2 separate regions of the Hordeum vulgare genome follow, and region 1 is linked to region 2. The links are chromatin contacts, called in public Hi-C maps. All regions are on one chromosome and are shown on one strand. The core of a region is the stretch at or near the end of the contact, and the rest is flanking DNA. Distances in the headings are between cores, read along the strand shown.

The links. A called contact is a pair of places that touch in the nucleus more often than the background predicts.
Region 1: a Hi-C map of seedling shows a contact between it and region 2, with 4 times the contacts expected there. The contact joins the promoter of LOC123431111 here to the enhancer-like site in region 2. A contact is called at or near these places in 3 of 6 Hi-C or Micro-C datasets (leaf and seedling) and 1 of 1 datasets of contacts at active chromatin or transcription factors (embryo).

Annotation. Positions count from the first base shown.
Region 1 is chr2H:639,965,402-639,970,852 of MorexV3_pseudomolecules_assembly, reverse strand. It overlaps LOC123431111 (ribosomal biogenesis protein LAS1L-like), which reads right to left and starts at 2,523. Exons shown (of 2, transcript XM_045114946.1): 1 at 1,778-2,523; 2 at 1,363-1,676. The coding sequence starts at 2,344. The coding sequence ends at 1,569.
Region 2 is chr2H:639,904,909-639,910,608 of MorexV3_pseudomolecules_assembly, reverse strand. No RefSeq gene overlaps it. Among protein-coding and RNA genes, the nearest start is that of LOC123431110, 19 kb to the right of the region's middle. Within about 2 kb of position 4,203, at least 1 of the 3 cell types and tissues checked has open chromatin away from gene starts, as enhancers often do. A contact at or near this core is called in seedling, where this site is marked.

The DNA of each region.
Region 1 (5,451 bases), core at 1,274-3,773, 62 kb before region 2:
CAAATGAGACTTGACCAAGTCTCAATCGATCCTGGATTCATGGGATCTTATGTGGACATTCATGCAAAAATTTCTTTTAATATTTATATTTCAATCATTTAATTAAGATTTAGTTAAGTCTCAATCGACTAAGAACTAGCCACACCCTTGACTAAAGTCAAATTTTATAAAGTTTGATCAGTTTTGAGAGAACAATATGAATAGCTAAAGTAACAAATATATACGATGTGAAAATATATTCAATGATGTATTGAATGATGTCGATTCGTTATCATATACATTATCGTTTTTTCTGTAAACTTTGTCAATATTAACATTTGGGTTCAGACAAAGCTAAATATGTGGAGTAAATAAAAGCAGACAGAGTATTTCAAACCCTTTTGATTAAGTTGGCAAGAAAAGTGCAGCAATTCAGATTAAACCAGTGATTGCACGAACGGCAGAAACATAGTACTGTACATGCAAAAGGTTCGTCGACCAAAGCGCTGGAGTGAAGTACTTCATACCGGGGTGGGCTTTTTGTCCTCCGGGGACTTTGCATCTTCAACATATTCTCTTTTTCTCCCAAAATAAAAAGTGAAAAGGGCTTGCCAGCGGTATATATGTTCTCTTTTCCGGGCAATTAGATTCGTCGACCCATACTGCTTTTCTTGTTACCAGCCCTGCCCATGCATTGGCCAGCACTTTGCTGCCGCTGCCTGATGAGCGAGATGACCCTGCCGACTGCCATTGCCTTTAGATCTGGGCTTGCTCTAAAGCTGCACGTAGCGCACTAGCTACTCTATTTAGTTACTACTCTATGTTGCAATAACCTATAGTACTACTGTGTTTCCGTTAGAATCGGATGATCTGGCTAGCAGTCTATACAAATGGCCGACATGCAAGCAGTTCAACCGGATCGACCAGGGGTAACTCCAATTTGAATCAAATGAAACGAAATGGACCGACACTCGCGTTTAGTCATACTCATATGCAATGCACCTGGGTGATGATAATACTGTTTCTTTCCCTTTTCCACATCACCTGAGAAGCAGACTGAATACTGTAGACTGTGGTTAATTAACATGCTACTTTAGCACTCAAGTTCAGGTTTGCACTTACAAAAACGCAGACAAAACACACTCCAACACAGAGTGAAAGAACAGTACGAACACACAGTCCTTACTGAAAGACGAGACCACCGACAACACATCGCATCACTTGAGCAACAGAGAAGGCTTCAGTTAACTACCATCGTTAGCAGATAAGTTGAGCAGGTTCCAGTCAGCTTGCAGAACACAGACAGCAGCTGTACTAACACAGCAAACACACAGTAGTCCACTTAATCTTAGTGCAAGATATATGTGATCAGCCAAGTCTACGTGAAGAACGTCAACACTTAATTTCTTAATTATCCAGACTCTTTGCTATACATACATACGAACAAACAAAGGCTAATAATTAAAGGGCATTGCTTTCAGAAGTTGACAAGCACGTAGAGGTCGACATCCTGCTAACTGTACCGCGCCAAGATTGAGACGACGTACGTACGTACGTGCTCCATTGCCGCCGCATCGGCGTAAGTAGGGCTAGTTGTGGTGTCCTCCGCCGCCGCCGCGCCCTTCCCTCGGGTTGCCGGGCGGCCGCGGCCTCCTCACCGCCCTCACGCGCATGATCACCTCCCGCATGTAGAACCCCTGCAGAAATCGCGTACGTTGCCGTGAGCTTCTTCGTCAACCAAACCAAGAACAACCAAGAAACAAGAAATGCTTACACCAAAAACTTGAGAACTACTTACTCTGTCAGTGGTGGTCTTGGAGATCTCCCTGGTCCCGATGTCCGCCGCCTCGCCTGGTTCTTCCCGGGATGAGTTGGTAGATGCAGCGGGGACGGCGCTCGACCTTGTGCCGCCGCCGAAGGAGTCGGCCATGCCCAGGCACCACGCGTAGGCGCGGAAGAGGTACCGCAGCAGGAGCGAGCACGGGTGCACGAAGAGCGAGAGCGACGAGGCCGACATGGACTCTTCGCCGGAGCTCCTCTCCGTCTCCTTCTCCCCCTCCCCCTCCTCCACCTCCACCTTGCGCTGGTCCGTGAGCTCTTCAGCCACCGCATCCGCCTTGCGCTGGTCCGTGAGCTCTCCAGACTTGTCCTCCTTGTCTTCCTCCTTGCGCTGACCCGTTGGCTCGTTGAGGTTGTCTCCCTCCTCCGGCTCCTCCTCCTCCTCCTTGCGCCGATCCGTCGGCTCGTCGGGCTTGCCCGCCACCTCCTCCTCCCTGCGCTGATCCGTCGGCTCTCCCTCCTGCTGCTGCCGCTCCTCCTTGTGCTGATCCATTGTCCCTCCCTCCTTCACCTGGTGCTGATCCATTGATGCGCGCCGCGCGCTCTACGGGGTTGGGGGGCTTGTGGATGGGTTTGGGAGGTGTTTGTGTGCGGAGTGGTCTACTACTGTTTCGCTTTCTTGAACTTTATTCTTCTTTTCCTTGAGGATGGATGCCGTTGATGCGTTCGAGGGCAGTAACTCCCCTCTGTCGCCGATTCATTTCAGACAGGCCTCTATTTATTGCCGGGGAACTCGAGCAGGTGAGGCGAGGCGAGGCGAGGCTGGGGTTTATCTTAGTCTTCCAGGAATGCCCCTCGGAGGTTTGGACCAGTTTCGTAGACTGGATTTATGTCAATGTGACTGCTGCGTGTGCATGCGCGCGTGTGGGTGACTTGATTTATGTCAAGGTTGGAACCAGCTTCGTAGTAGTACTGTACAGCCGCGCCGCGTTACAGCATCTCCAACAGCCGCGCTTCGCGTCGCGTCCAAAAAATGTATTTACCGCGCGCGCTTCGGCTGGTTTAGCGCGGGGATAGACGCTGGCTCCAACAGCCGCGCTACAATACAGCGCGCGCGCCGCTCCAGCAGTGCCCAAAAATGCAGCGCGCGTAGCACGCACAAACCACATATACATTTCAAAAAATAGGAGAAAAACGATCAAACAAACAAAATAAATCAACAATAAATAGTTATTACAACTCAAACAAATAGTTTATCGTTCAATACAACAAATAATGCAATAAACACAACCAATAGTTCATGAACAATACAATACAAATAATGCAATCAAATCATGCTCTTTGTCGTCCATGCCATGCCCACCACTCTTCAATCAGATCCTTCTGAAGATCATTGTGCGTTGCAGGACGCCGAATGGCATGATAGGAGGCAACAAAACGGGCTACCCTTTCAACCCTCCGTCGCACTCGCACGGGATGTCCCAAGAGCTCATACTGTGAGTAGTCTAAATCTTGGCCACGTTCATTCTCGATGATCATGTTGTGCATGATCACACAAGCGTGCATGATGTACCAAAGCATTTTTTGATCCCAAAATCTAGCCGGTCCTCTCACAATAGCAAATTGGGCTTGCAAAATCCCAAATGCTCTCTCCACATCTTTTCTAGCAGCCGCCTGAGCAGTGTGGAAATCAAGATTTTTCTTACCTTATGGCTTTTTCAACGGCTTCACGAAGGTTTGCCACTTTGGATAGATGCCATCCACTAGATAATAGCCATAGTTGTACGTACGGCCATTTGCTACAAACTGCACCTCTGACAACTCACCATTCGCAATCTTATTCATCAGTGGTGACCGGTTGACAACATTGATGTCATTCAAAGATCCAGGCATTCCAAAGAATGCATGCCAAATCCAAGTCTCCTGATCGGCCACCGCTTCAAGGATTATAGTGGAACCCTTTTTTTGGCCGTGGAATTGCCCATGCCATGCCTTTGGACAATTCTTCCAACTCCAATGCATGCAATCTATTGAGCCAAGCATGCCAGGAAAGCCGCAAGATTTGTTCATCGCCAATAGCCTTGCGGCGTCTTCAGCAGTGGGAGATCTCAAATACTCATCGCCAAACACTTGCACAATTCCCACTGCAAAGCGCTTGACACACATGATGGCTTGGCTCTCACCCATAGCCAAGTGATCATCAACTAGATCAGCCGGGATACCGTATGCCAACATACGCAAAGCGGCTGTCACCTTCGGAAAGGTGCTATGCCCGAGCTCTCCGGCGGCATTCCTCCTTTGCTGGAAAAACCGGTCATGGCTCGCTAGTTTCTCTGCAATGCGCTTGAACAAGTCTGTGCTCATCCTAAACCGGCGACGAAAATACGACTCCGGGTATGTGGGATTCTCCACGAAATAGTTCTTCATCAATCTGTTATGGGCATCAATCCTATCTCTCCAAAAAATTTCCCGACCCATAACCGAACCACCGTGCTTCGGTTTTTTATTGATATGCATAGCTATGATCATTGCAAGATCCTCCTCCTCTTCCATATCAAATTCTTCTTCGGAAGAATCATACGACGAACTCATCTACAATGTTCAATACTATACTATAAAAACTACAATTCAAAACATGCACCAAATTCATAAGTTTGGAGGAATACATACCTTGTAGGCGTTTTGTCGAACACCTTGCGGGCGCGGCGCGGCAGCGAGCGCTTGGGCGCTGTTCCTCGGACGTCGGAGGCGCGCGAGGGCCGGCCGGACTAGGAGGGGGTGGGGCGGAAGCGCGGCGGCGCGGGGAGGCCGGGGAAGCGCCTGAACGGTCGCCGGGGGGCGCGGGCGGCGGCCGCAGCGGAGACAGGCCGGGGAAGCGGTTGAGTGGTCGCCGGCGGGCGCGGGCGGCGACGCGGGGATAGGCCGGGGAAGCATTGAACGGTCGCCGAGGGCGCGAGCGGCGGTGGCGGCGCGGTCGGATAGGGGCGGCGCGAGAGTGGAGGAGCGAGCGCGGGAGAGAGCAGGAGCGAGCACGGGAGAGTCGCGCGCGGGGGAGCCGGCGTAGCAAATAAGGGGCGCGGGATTGTGTTTCGGCCAGCGCGCTGAACTGGAAATGGCGCGCGCGTCGTTTTTGCGCGCCCGCTGGAGCTGCCCGCCGCGTTGCGCGCGCGCTAATAGTTCCTTTTTTACGGCGCGGCGCTTGTATAGCGCGCCTGTTGGAGATGCTCTTAAACAAGCACCGTGCCGTAAATTTACCCATTTTAGCGCGCACGCAATCGGCAAAGTGTCTTCAGCGGGCGTGCAATAACCGCGCACGCGACATATATAGTTGGGTGCACGGTCCGAATCGCCATCGCGTGTTGCGTTTTTGGGGCGTCCGCTTCTGCATGCGACACACATGAGCCCTCGCGCCGCACTCTCTCCACCGCGCCACCTTCGCCCCGCACGCGCCGGCGCCGGCGAACTGACACGATGGACGCGCGCGCCGGTTCCCCCTCACCCCATCCTACAGCCGCGAACCCTTCGCCGCCGCCGCAATCCCTAGTGCTGGGAGCGTTGGCCTCGCCTCCACCGGAGCTCCTCCGAGCATCAGCCTCGCGCGCAGCCTCTTCATGCCGCCGCGGATGACCTCGGCGACGGGCATTGTCGCGCCGGCGCCGGCGCCCGTCGTGATGAAGCCCTCTGCACCCTCTT
Region 2 (5,700 bases), core at 2,954-5,453:
AACCGTGTGTGATTAAGATTTCAGATAACACACGTCAATGGCACAAGACGACTCGCCCCCTCGTTTGTGGAACAGAAGGCTGGCGTTCTCTACGATTCTCTTTATTTGAGTCATAGGAAAGTCGTACTATTAAGAGGGGAACCGTAGTGGAAAGATTTGGGTGGAATCAATCTTTGCACGCGCACACTTCACATATTTTCCCCTGCCAGCATCTTTGGAGTGGCTCCTGCCTTTGTGTTTCCCTCTTCTGTGCAAATGGTCCCCCAGCGGTAGTACCGCTGGAGTGCTAGCCGTAGTACCGCTGCAGCCAGTGGTAGTACCGCTAGATGGCGGTAGTACCGCCCCTGGTCAGCGTTAGTACCGCTCCAGGAGCTCAGTACCGCCTGCCTAGCGGTTGTACGTGGACGGACCTTTTTGCGAAGACTTTCTTGGCGGTGGTAGTGCGTATGCACTACCAGGGGCCTAGCGGTAGTACCGCTGCAGCCAGCGGTAGTACCGCTGGAGTGCTAGCGGTAGTACCGCTGCATCCAGCGGTAGTACCGCTAGACTCGGGCTGAGAGTGGGAAACGGTTGGATTCCCCCCCCCCCACACACACACTATATAAAGGGTTCTTCTAGCTGTGGAACCTTATCTCTTACCCTCCCAAGCTCCATTGTTGCTCCCTAAGCTCAAAAGTGCCCGATCTCTCTCCCTAGCCAATCAAACCTGTTGATTCTTTCGGGATTGGTTGAGAAGGCCTAGATCCACACTTCCACCAAGAGAAAAGTTCATTCCCCCACCAATCCCTTGCGGATCTTGTTACTCTTGGGTGTTTGAGCATCCTAGACGGTTGAGGTCACCTCGAAGCCACATTCCATTGTGGTGAAGCTTCGTGGTCTTGTTGGGAGCCTCCAAGCTTTGTGTGGAGTTTGCCCTAACCTTGTTTGTAAAGGTTCGGTCGCCGCCTTCAAGGGCACCTATAGTGGAATCACGGTACCTTGCATCGTGCGAGGGCGTGAGGAGAATACGGTGGCCTTAGTGGCTTATTGGGGAGCATTGTGCCTCCACACCGCTCCAACGGAGACGTACTTCCTGTCAAAGGGAAGGAACTTCGGTAACACATCCTCGTCTCCATCGGTTCCACTTGTGGTTATCTCTAACCTTTACTTTGTGTATGCTTATGTTGTCGTCTATCTCTTACTTGTCTTAGTAGCTCTCGTTATTAGCTTCATTAGGGTTCACCCCATTGTTGTAATATTTGTGAACCCATATGTTGTTTACCTTAACTTGCTAAGATTAATTAAAAAGTGGTCGTTGCGTATTCAACCCCCCTAGTAAACCATACCGATTCTTTCACCGACGCTTGCCCGGAGCTTCACACCACAATGATTGAGCTCCGAGACACCACCAAGCTTCTAGGACGCCAAAGCATCCACGAAGAACAATATCTAGGGTACTAAGTACCAAAGGTAGTAAGCTTCTCAACTTCTCACTTCCACGTATCACCGTGGAGAACTCAAACCGATGCAACTAATGCAATGGCAAGAACACACGAAGTGGTCAAGTCCCTCACACTCAAATCCCTCCACAACAAAGAAAGCTCTGGAGAAATATGAGAGGAAGAACAAGGAGCTCACAAAGAACTCCGAGATCTAAATCCAAGGGGTTCCCCTCACATAGAGGAGAAAGTGATTGGTGGAGATGTGGATCTAGATCTCCTCTCTCTTTTCCCTCAAGAACAAACAAGAATCATTGGAGGGATTGAGAGTAAGCAAGCTCTAAGAATGTCAACAATGGAGGTAGAACAAGAGCTCAACGGATGGATAAGATCAAGGGGGAAGAAGACCCCCTTTATATAGTGGGGGAAGGAATCAGACCGTTACCCCCACTTACAGCCCAAGCCCAACGGGACTACCGCTGACCCTCCGGCGGTACTACCGCTGGCTGCAGCGGTACTACCGCTGACCCTCCAGCGGTACTACCGCTGGCTGCAGCGGTACTAACGCTGAGCCCATGGTAGCGCAAAGATACTACCGGGCCAACCACCGCCAAGAAAGTCTTCGCAAAAAGTCCGACGCAGTACAACCGCAAAGATGACGGTACTAAAGTCCTGGAGCGGTACTACCGCTGACCAGAGGCGGTACTACCGCTCGGCCAGCGGTACTACCGCTAGCTCTAACGGTACTACAGCTAGGGCCAGCAGTACTACCGCCAGCTCTAGCGGTACCACCGCTAGGTCCAGCGGTACTACCGCTCGCCACTGAAACAGCCATAACTTTCGCATACGAGCTCCGAATCGAGCAAACCCAAGCTTGTTGGATTCAGGACGACAAGAGCAATCCAAACAACGATATGAAAATGCCAATGATCTAGAGATGTGAGACCTCTATGAATGAAGAACCGGCAAAAACTCCAACATCAAAAACATCATAGTAGTTGCATCTGGACTCCGTTTTCGATGAACTCGAGCTTGTCATGAAGATGACCATAAGCTCTAGAACTCACAAAGAGAAACACCAAATAAGAACCAAGAAGTATGATGCAAGGATGCAAATGGTTTGAGCTCTCAACGAACGATACGATCAAGCTAATCACTTGAGAGCCCCCCTTGACAGTACAACATTCTATCCTAAACAGAAAACCTATCAAGGGCAAACCTATACCTTGCACCTCGACCTCTTGAGCTAGATGATGATGATCTTGGCTTCCTCAAGATGGACCACCTTTCGTGATTGCGTTGGCTTGATGAAGACTAGTTGATTGCTCCCTCGTACTCACTATGGGTGAGCCACTCTTCAGCATACCTTCACAAGTCCATTGCCACCACAATGGACGGCAAGCTTCAAGCACGATATATTCGTGCTGATCTTCTTGAACTTGCACACCGCAATCTTGATGACGATCACCACTTGACGTCATCCTTCATGGGTTGTATGAGATCTTCCTTTTGACGCAAGCCCATGGAAACACACCTAACCCACACATAGAACTCTCACGAAGACCATGGGTTAGTACACAAACACGTAATGGACAATGCTTACCATACCATGGGATCACTTGATCCCTCTCGGTACATCTTGTACGCTTTGTGTGTTGATCATCTTGATTTACTCTTTGTCTGAGATCTTGATCAACCTTGTGTCTCTATGACCATTCTTTGGATAATACATTGAATACCATCTTGGTCATCATATAAACTCCTTGAACCCAACAGATGGAATTCAAGAAGTGCCTATGAACAAATCCTATAAATATAACTTAAGGCAACCATTAGTTCATAGGAATTGTCATCAATTACCAAAACCACCTATGGAGATATATGCTGTAACACATAAGTTGTTGGTGCACATAGGTGAGCCTAGTTGTTTTATGTTTTGTGATTGATAAATTAAACGTTAGTTTTATTCCGCATTTGTTTAAATCTAAACCGTAATTATTTCAAAACGCATATTCACCACCTCCACTAGGCGACATCTACGTCCTTTCAGCGGCGAACCCTCCCTTTGTTACCGGGGAGATGTCCTTTGTAGCGGCGGTAGGTAGGTGCACGACGCTTGGATCGACACGACGGCGAAAGGTGTAGTGCGCGAGCGGGGCAGATCTGGAGGTGGAAAACCATTTTTTGCCTCACAGTGACGGCCCACGCGCCGTTTTCCCATCCGTCGGAGCCCCCAAGCACCCCCAGCGCGTTGGGTTCGTCCTGAGATCGTCGGGCCTAAAAATGAGCCCAACCGGCAAAAATCGACGACCTCGAAACGCGACTGAGACTATTTTTCGACGCCGGCAAAGAAAACACATCCTAAAAAACCCGTTGAGGACGCGGCTGAAGATACTCTAAACAACTATGCATTGAAAGGGGCCTTAGCTCACCGATCTCTTTTTCAAAGAGAAGAAGATCTACATATTGATTAGTATTTATATAGTATTCATGCCATATCAACTATCAACGGGTAAACACAATGATATTTTCAATATGAATTCAACGACATAATTTTTACTTCCGTCATAATCGATCTCGTTGGTTAAATTTATAAACAAACTTATATGTTAAAAAATATAGATACATTATATTACGAAATAAAGAAAGAAACTTTATATCACTTGACTTTGATCAAATCTTATATGCACACTAAAAAAAATGAAGGGACTAGTACGTATCTGCTGTAGAAGAAGGGTAAGGGTGGCAAACGGTTGACAAGTCGTGGTGAAAAGTAGTGTGCCACCGTGGTGGGAGACTGGGAGTGGTCAGCTGGGTATGGGAGACCGGGAGGAGGCCAGCCAGCCACCACCTGCTGCCGCGCCAGCGCCACGAAAGAAAACTAATCCAGAGAATGTCGATGGATGCCGAGGACAAAAGCACCAAACAAGCTGCGAAGCATTCAAGAATCCTCCTCGATTCACCTACCCAGGTTTACTTTGCATACCTGCCCACCCGCGCGTCATTGAAGATAAACGCTGTTCACTCCGATTTAAGTAAGATTCCAAGCGTAGAGATGGGGTCGTCTTGTCATCTCAGGAAATTCTCTTCTGCTGAAGTAGGGTTTGGTGTCGAGATCGAATTCGAATCGCGCCTGTTCATTCCTGCCGACGTCCGTGTGAACGAAGATGCTCATAGAGTCTACACAATGAGGGGTAGACTCATTTGTGGTGCAATTTGGGCCGTGTCTTTCGTTTTGATTTGAAAGCGTCGAAGGAGACGGTGAGGTAGTGCTATAATACTCGCGGAACTGATCAAGACTGTCTTTGCCCGGAGGGAACTGGTGTGTGGTCGTGACTCATGAACCGTGTAATAAGTCTGCACCCAAAGAAAGAAAATTGTCCTGTTTTGTAGCTGGAGATACTTTCGTGTCACGAAAATGCTTAGCTTCACCTGAGGTTCGGTGTTGTAAGTTCGAAGCTACACCCAAAGCACTTGTTTCTGATGGGAATACAATTTTATTTTTACCACATGCAACCTTTTTATTTTTGAGAAAAAGCAAATATAAATGTGTATGCTCTTTTTTCTAAGAATAAAAGAAACTAGTACAAAACAAGCATGTTTTTATAATCAAGACAAAAAAACATATTTTCATTAATTAAGAAGAAGTTTAAGACACGGAAAGTAAAATGGCCATATAAAATAATTCATCCCTTCTTTCCGGTTTAGAGGTCTCATCTTAATTTTTTTTATTTTCATTATGTAGACTCTCTTTGAGTCCAATTTAGTAAAGACCTTTGACTCCCACACCATATTTAATAAAAGTGAGAAAATTAGTGGCCATACATGCATACTCTCTCCATTTTCTATACAAGACCACTACTACTCCAAATTAGTGAAGTACTAGTTGTCTGCTTTTTAGAGCATGATAATTTGCTCTCTCTTTTTGTCAAAGAGACTTAAATGCTTGCTTCGACAAGGAAATTCGCAAATTATTTTTGGGATTTCTAATTTTCTAGACACATGCAAGCATTTTAAAATTAAAAAGAGAATTTGGTGTGCATTTCCCGTTCAATAGATGAACACAAATATCAGAGCGTACCTTTCATTTGGCAATGGTCGAACGTGACGGTGGTACGTACTCCTCCTATAAATAGTCTCGTACGATGCGTCATGCGTGACAGTCTTTGCCCGGAGGGAGCTGGTGACTGACGACCATTAATGTAATGCATGTGTTCTGCGTCATTGCGTGGAAATCTATGTGTTGCTAACCGGTCAACCTCTCCTCTTAATCGGAGCACTG